2 separate regions of the Rattus norvegicus genome follow, and region 1 is linked to region 2. A link is a contact called in public Hi-C data. All regions are on one chromosome and are shown on one strand. The core of a region is the stretch at or near the end of the contact, and the rest is flanking DNA. Distances in the headings are between cores, read along the strand shown. Region 1 overlaps Utrn (utrophin). Region 2 overlaps Epm2a (EPM2A glucan phosphatase, laforin).

Region 1 (3,661 bases), core at 423-2,922, 1.1 Mb after region 2:
GTGGCTTGACCCTCCTGTAAGCCTGTGTCTCAGCAGTCATGTAGACCTGTTTTCTTTCAGTTGTATCTGTACAGAGAGCTGTGGGACTGGGTCAGCTCTGGGTGCAGGCAGAAACTGGAAGGGTCCTGTCCCAGACCACTCCTGGGTTTGTGTGTCCTGAGTCCCCCAGGTGGTTCACTTGAAGCAAAAGAGTTGGTCTTACCTCTGCTCCCAGGAGTGCCAGTTCTCCTGGAGACTTGCTTTCACCTCTGGGTACAGGCAGAAACCGGAAGGGTCCTAGGTTCCTGTACCCAGAGGGAACAGAGGGCACTAGGCAGGTTCCTCTTGGGCCAGGAATGTGAACAGAAGTAGTTGTCCCCTCTCAGCTCTCAGAATTGTCCTTACTTCTGACAGTCCATGGGATCTGGGTACAGCTCCAGGTGCAGGCAGAAACCAGAAGGATCCTTGCCCCTGACTGCTCTTAGGTTCCTGTATCCAGAGGGCACTAGGCAGGTTCCTCTTGGGCAAAGAATGTGAGCAGAAATAGTTATCTCCCCTGAGCTCTCAGAAATGTCTGCAGTTCTGAGAGTTCAGCTCTTTACCCTATGGGATTTGGGTATAGAGGGGTACAGGACAGGTTCAGCTCTGAAAGCCGAAACTGGAAGTGTGCTGTCCCAGACTGCTCCTGTGTTTTTGTGTCCTGAGGTTACCAGGCAGGTAGTTTGGAGCAGAAGATTCAATCTAACCTCTGCTCTCAGGTGTCTCAGAGTTCCTGGCAACTGGCTTTCAGCTCTAGGCTCAGGCAGAAACCAGAAGGGTCCTGCCTCTGACTGCTCCTAGGTTTCTAGGTTTCTGAAGCTTTTCTTTTAATATTTACTGCAACATCACAGTTGAAATTACTGTTTCATTTTTAAAAACTAGTTAACATGATATATAAATTGCCTTCTGGTTTATGTTTAAAATATACATGAATTTTTATTAGCTAATTAAATATGGTGCTGGTATGGTACAAGGCTTCACAAATGCTACACTCCCCAACTTACATAGTATGTTTAAAACATAATAAATTTTGTGTTTAGATTTGAGCATCATCTCCTATACGTGGCACTAGGTGTCTGTAAATACATACCCGCAAGTCCAAACCACTTCTGGTTCCAAGCATTTCAGATAAAGTTTACTCAACTTGTGCAAACACTTTTGACTATCGAAATTTGCAATAAGTAATTAGTTAAGTGTCATTAAAAATGCAAAGCAGAGATCTAAGAATTCCTGCACCTTTCAAAATGAATGTATGTATATTACAGATCATCTTCTAGGAGATTTACGGAAGCAACTAAATATAGTAATCTTTATGCCGCAGGAGGAAGTTATACCCACTGCATAAAGACTGTAATTACCGCCCTCACATCAAAGGGCAGCTGTCTATTATCGGGGATGTTTGGGACTTATACACTGCAGATAAGGGAATGAGGACCTTTAAATGTGAATGGTCAGTTTCAATTCATCTGAACGGAAGGCTGATATTAAACTTTAGGAATTACAGCCACTAACATTATCATTGCATATGCAAGTATGATACCCCTTCACCTCTGCACAATTCCACTGACAATGATGTATATTCAGAGCTCAGCTGTGCAGTAGGAGGAAGTGATGACAAAGGCCTGTCGGGGACATCAGAGTGGCACGGTGGTCATGTGCTCGAGCTTGCTCTATTATTCATGCGCGCTCTCATATCTTTAATCTGATCTGTTCTCCATACACAGCACAGATAAGTGCCAGTAAATAGAACCGCAGATCTGAGAAGCAAGTGCACAGAGAGAGCATTCACCAGCCAGAGCTGTCACTCTGATAACAAAGAAGAAAAATTATAAACTCTTGGTAAAGGAAGTAAGAGCCTGGCTGTGTAGGCAAAAAGGCAAAAATTCGAATTCCAGAGACGCTTGATGAGCTGTGTAACTCTGGGGAACTCTCTACCACCTCTGTACGGCCATGTACAGCCAACGCAATGCTAAAGGGGAGGCTTCTTGTCCTTTAAGATGGTGGGCGAACTATAGGAGAGCTGTGTGAACTGCCTACTGCGGTGAGAGACCATGAGAAAGCTCCGGGACGCTCACAGCAGCCACTCACAGGAGACAGCAGCTGATTCAGTTTGTCATGCATGTTTCAGAATTGAGAACATGGCTTTCGATCTTAAGAAACTGTCGTTCATGTTCTGTGTGACTTTTTATTTTCACCGAGCTTGACAGTGTTAGGCTGGCCCACATGCTCTCAAAGGAACTGCTAAGTAGATCTACCCCTCAGAGCAGTAGTAGAAGGACTGACTGACTTCCTGTCTCACTAAAAAGCTTAAGTGCATAGAATATGGAAGCAAACAGCACAGGACACTCACTATTGATAAAGCTCCAAAGACTATGCAGGAAAATTCCAAGTTTGATCCTGCTCTGAGGTACACTGCAAGTTCAGCTATGTCAGTAAGACTCTGCTCTGTCCCCAGGATAATTCACTAAAATTTAAGGGGGACAGGGTCTCAAAAGCTTCCTGTGGAAGATAATTTTAAAAGTGGAGAAATGTTGGTCTAAAGTTTGTCTTAAGAAGAGCAATGTCAAAAACACAAAAGAAGGTTAATATAATCTCGCACCTTGCTTAAGAAAGTAAGGAATAGTTTATATATTCCCAAGAGGTGTGTATTTACGATAGTTAACGATTTGAAAGACACTCGATTTCGATATAGAAGCTGTAGCCGTCACTCAGGAAGGATTCTGTGAGCCAAGGTTTTGTTGTATTTTCCCCAATGACATAAAGAACAATACGACCTAAGCCATGTCTAAATATTAATAGGAATTCTCATTTCCAAAACAACTCAGAAACAAAATGAACTAAAGCAAGGGTTTGCACCACGACAAAACTGGAGCTCTGTGGCTATCTCAACTTTGATAAATGAGAGACCACCTTGGAATATAATTTGTTTTTAATTGCCTCTTCCATCTAACTTAACTGCTGTGGACTGTTTTAGGGTATTTACAAAGTCAAGCCTCAGTGGTGCTAAACAAAGCAGACTGCTTATTTCAAAGCAAGTGCTCGACTTTTCAGAAATGCTTACCCAAAAACAGAGCCATGCTTCTTACCCATGGAATTTCTGCACATGAATGAGTTTGAAGAAGTATCTTGCTCACTGCTATTTTTAACCCACCTCCCTCCCTATTTTAGTTATGAGACTGATCCAAAGAACATGTCATGATATAAGAATGCTATACTGATAAAACCACCAAGATCACAGCCATTGACCCTGAACTTCTGGCAAAGCTGTGTGTTTGTTAGGGTACCTAGTGAGAACCTGAGTCAGTAACTAACACACATGCATTCTCATGCTCTCCCCATAGAATCTTCTTCAAGGAGTTTCAGAACCATGTTAAAGAATCTAACAATGATCATCAGAAGTCAAAAACAGTGGTTTGGTGCAGAAAGGTGCATTCTACCAAAGCCTAGCACCCTGAGTTAGAGTTCTGGAACATAAGCAGCAGATAAAGAGAACCAACTCCTACAAGTGATTCTCTGACCTCTATACAAGTACAGTGGCACCCATGGATATACTCATGTATGCACACATACACATAGGCGCACATGCATACATACATGTGCATATACATATGCACATACACATGCATACATGTGCACACACCCA
Region 2 (3,364 bases), core at 30-2,529:
CCTGTTTGTCTTTCTGTCATCTATAACTGAATGCCTTAACTGTGAGTTATAAAAATGGAATCAACATAAGGATTTAGGTTTAATATATGTTTAAACACTTTGACAGGATTCTGTTTAATGTGGCTTTATATACGTGTGTGTGTGTGTGTGTGTGTGTGTGTGTGTGTAATCTACTGTGTGGTGGCGTTACACTGATGACTGGGAACACAGAGCATATAGTCTCTAAAGGGTGGCAAGTGTTAATGAATGAACTAAAGTAGGGGTTTAAAAGCACAACGGGTTGGTTTTAAAGACACACAGATAGTTTGGAGAGCTTGTGTAGATAATCTAGAGAGCCTTTTGAGGTAGTGATGTCTGAGGTACCGTCTGAGCAGTGACTGGGGAGAGGGCAAGATGGGAGAGGATGGGAGAAAGCAATTTAGAAGAGTCTTATGCCCCGAGAGGATGTGTCGCGTTGTGAACTGAAAGATCAATGTGGCTAAAGAACTGAGAATATGAAAGCACCCTTAGGACTTGAGCTACTGCAGCGATGTCATAGGAACGATGTCACAGGAATGATGTCACAGGAATGATGTCACAGGAATGATGTCACAGGAATGATGTCACAGGAATGATGTCACAGGAACGATGTCACAGGAGAAGGGGAAAGGAGAAGCCAGGGGATGTGTAGATTCTTTTTGTCTTTGTTTGTTTACCGGAAGTATTTCTTTTGCTACATGAACAGACTGGAGCTGGGTCTGGCAATCCAGTGAGGAGGGTGCAGGAAAATGGGTGATAACTGGGAGGTGAGGCACCGAGGGTGTGGGGAGGAGCACGGTAGTGAGTCGTCGTGGACTGGGAAGCATGCGAGAACAGCCATTATGAATGGGTTATCATGGTCGGGTACCGCTGGGGAAGCAGGCAAATAAGTCATAGTTGTGACAACGTAAGTACGCAGCAGCAAGACAAGTTCAGAATCAATTACAGCGCAGAGGAGAATGGACAGTGAACGATGCCATGTGCCCTGGAGATTATGGCTTCTCTAGACGGGCAGATAGACAGGCTACACAATTTTCATGGCATTTGAAGTAGGCCTGGCTTGGACGGGGAGATGTGGGCAGAGAGAGGGCAATGTGGGGGCAAGGAGGAGCACAGAAAAGGGCACAGAAGCTTGGACTTGTAGAAGAGCCATTTACAGATACGATTGACAGTTGCTGAAAATTAGGGCTAACTTTTCTGGTAAGAGAATGACCTCCTGATGACAGTATTAATAACGTGTCAGCAGGGGGCAGCAGAGAGCTGTAGAGGGTGCATGGGGTTGGGGAGTTTGGCGATTTGTTCTTCTGGGTAAAATTGGCAGTGAAGCCTGGCCAGGAAGCTAGAAAACATTTCTCCCCCACTCAGCTCTCTCTGTGTAATGCATGCTATGTCTCCCAACACCTCTCAGGAACAAAATGGATTAATTCATCAGCTTCAAGAAGATTCTAGGCAGACATTGTAGTCAGAGGAAGAGGATTTTGCAGAGGAAGAGATAGGTACAAAAACGGTTATGTAATGGGACCAGGACCTAAGACTGGAAAGAGTCATGTCCCAGATTTCAAGTATGTCATTCTGACTCACAGAACTGCTGCTCCCAAAGCCGGGCTGCGAAGTAGCAACTACCCGTTTCTTTGTGCGCTTCAAGCAGTGTTCCCAGGCCCACATGATTTCAGTTCTTGATGAGTTGCAGTCAAGTGAAGTCAACATAGTTTGTCTCCCAGCAACCAGAGGTCTGTAAAGCAGAGCCCCTGAGGGCCATAGGAAACCCACCTCACTGGCCATCTTGACCCTTCAGAAACCTCAGGTGGAATTTCAGAGCCCTGCCTTTTCTTGAGCCAAACCCCAAACAAACCAGTTTGCATAAACAGAAGGACAGATTAACTCTCCGAAGACTGTTCCTCTGGTTTTAAGACAAAGAATTGTTAGAGCTTTCGAGTGTAGCACAGAGATTTTTACTTGGCTTCTGTGGTTCTAATTTCGCAACTTTGTTGCCCACTTGGGTAAACAGGAGGGAAACCGGCAGGGAGCAATGGAGCCGTTCATTCTCACTGCTACTCTCTCACCCCATCCCATGCTCTGCTAACTGAAGGGTCTGAGGTTAAAAGGCAATTTGCACAGTAGCTTGGTGTCATCTATCTGCTAGGAGCCATTGTAATTGTATTCAAAGCATGGCTGTGGGGGCTCACTGGGTCACCAGGTCAGGGTGTCCATGGTAGCTCCGTGCAGAGCTAACAGCAACAGGGTGAGAGCCAAGGAGCTCACAACTGCAGTAGCCCAAACTCTGACACTGAAGAAAGGATTTCTTTGGTTCGGATGGACCTTGACAGTTTATCAAAGAGTTAACCATTCCAGAGTGGCAGGGTGACTTTCTCCCAACAGATTAATCTATGTAGCGTACAATTACAGACCAGGGCACGTATAGATTACTCTACCTGGGTATTTTTAGAACTCCAAGAGGAGGAGCAGGATCTGTCTGGAAGCATTCCGAGCTGCTGCATAATGCTGTCGGGCGAAGTCTGGAAGGAGAGTCTGTTAGACTCGATTGTCATAGACTGGCTGCAGTCAATTGTCCTATTGATCCTTCCTGTTGTACATTTTGTCATATAAGGACGGCTGGCTTAGACATCTTCTTCCCTTTCAGTTCTACTTCTTCTTCTTCTTCTTCTTTTTTTTTTTTTAAGGTTTGTCTCTTTCACCTGGGGAATGGGGGGAAAAAAAAAACCACCAAAACTCCAAATCAAAGAAATAAACTGTATTTGCTCATTTAAACTCCTATCTCAGGGGAAGTTCCATTGAGTATTGATCTCTGCTCTGTTCCTGTAACAGCTTAACCCTTTCCTTCCCAGGGAGTTCTAAGACCCTGGGCGTTGCTTTGTTATCCCGGCTTCAGTCATTTTCTCGTTCAGCAGACTCAATTTACCTCTGCCTTTCTGCTGCAACACTGACCTTGGAGCCTAAATACCTGGCAGGAGCCTGGCTGTCCTTGGGGGCTAGCTAGCTTGTGGTATAGGCAGGTCTGTTCCTCTACTGGCCATCAAGGGATGGGATCTCTATTATATAGAGATTACTATAACAGACTGTAGGAGTAGTCACAAGTTTAGAAGGATTTTATTAATTCTGAGAATTTCATAAAATGTATTTGGACACCCCCACCTGCAGGCCTCCCTGTAATTCCTTCTAGATCCATCCTGCACCCTTACCTTCTTATACACTTTCCATTTTGCACCCTCTTTTTCTTTGTTTTGTAAATAAATCATGTGCTGCCTATATGGTGCATGGTCAACCTAGAGGAGACACTTTTGCAAGGAAAAATGGCTCTCTTTGCTGAGAAGCTGTCAAGTGCTCA

What was found. A called contact is a pair of places that touch in the nucleus more often than the background predicts.
Region 1: a contact with region 2 is called in a Hi-C map of Schwann cells, with 6 times the contacts expected there. The contact joins two enhancer-like sites. A contact is called at or near these places in 4 of 12 Hi-C or Micro-C datasets (Schwann cells, liver and psoas muscle).

The regions. Positions count from the first base shown.
Region 1 is chr1:8,798,674-8,802,334 of GRCr8, forward strand. All of the region lies in intron 50 of Utrn (utrophin), which reads right to left. Among named protein-coding and RNA genes, the nearest start is that of Utrn, 240 kb to the right of the region's middle. Within about 2 kb of position 1,673, at least 2 of the 93 cell types and tissues checked have an H3K27ac peak or open chromatin away from gene starts, as enhancers often do. A contact at or near this core is called in Schwann cells, where this site is marked.
Region 2 is chr1:7,654,307-7,657,670 of GRCr8, forward strand. The region is part of intron 3 of Epm2a (EPM2A glucan phosphatase, laforin); the gene reads left to right. Among named protein-coding and RNA genes, the nearest start is that of Epm2a, 110 kb to the left of the region's middle. Within about 2 kb of position 1,280, at least 49 of the 93 cell types and tissues checked have an H3K27ac peak or open chromatin away from gene starts, as enhancers often do. A contact at or near this core is called in Schwann cells, where this site is marked.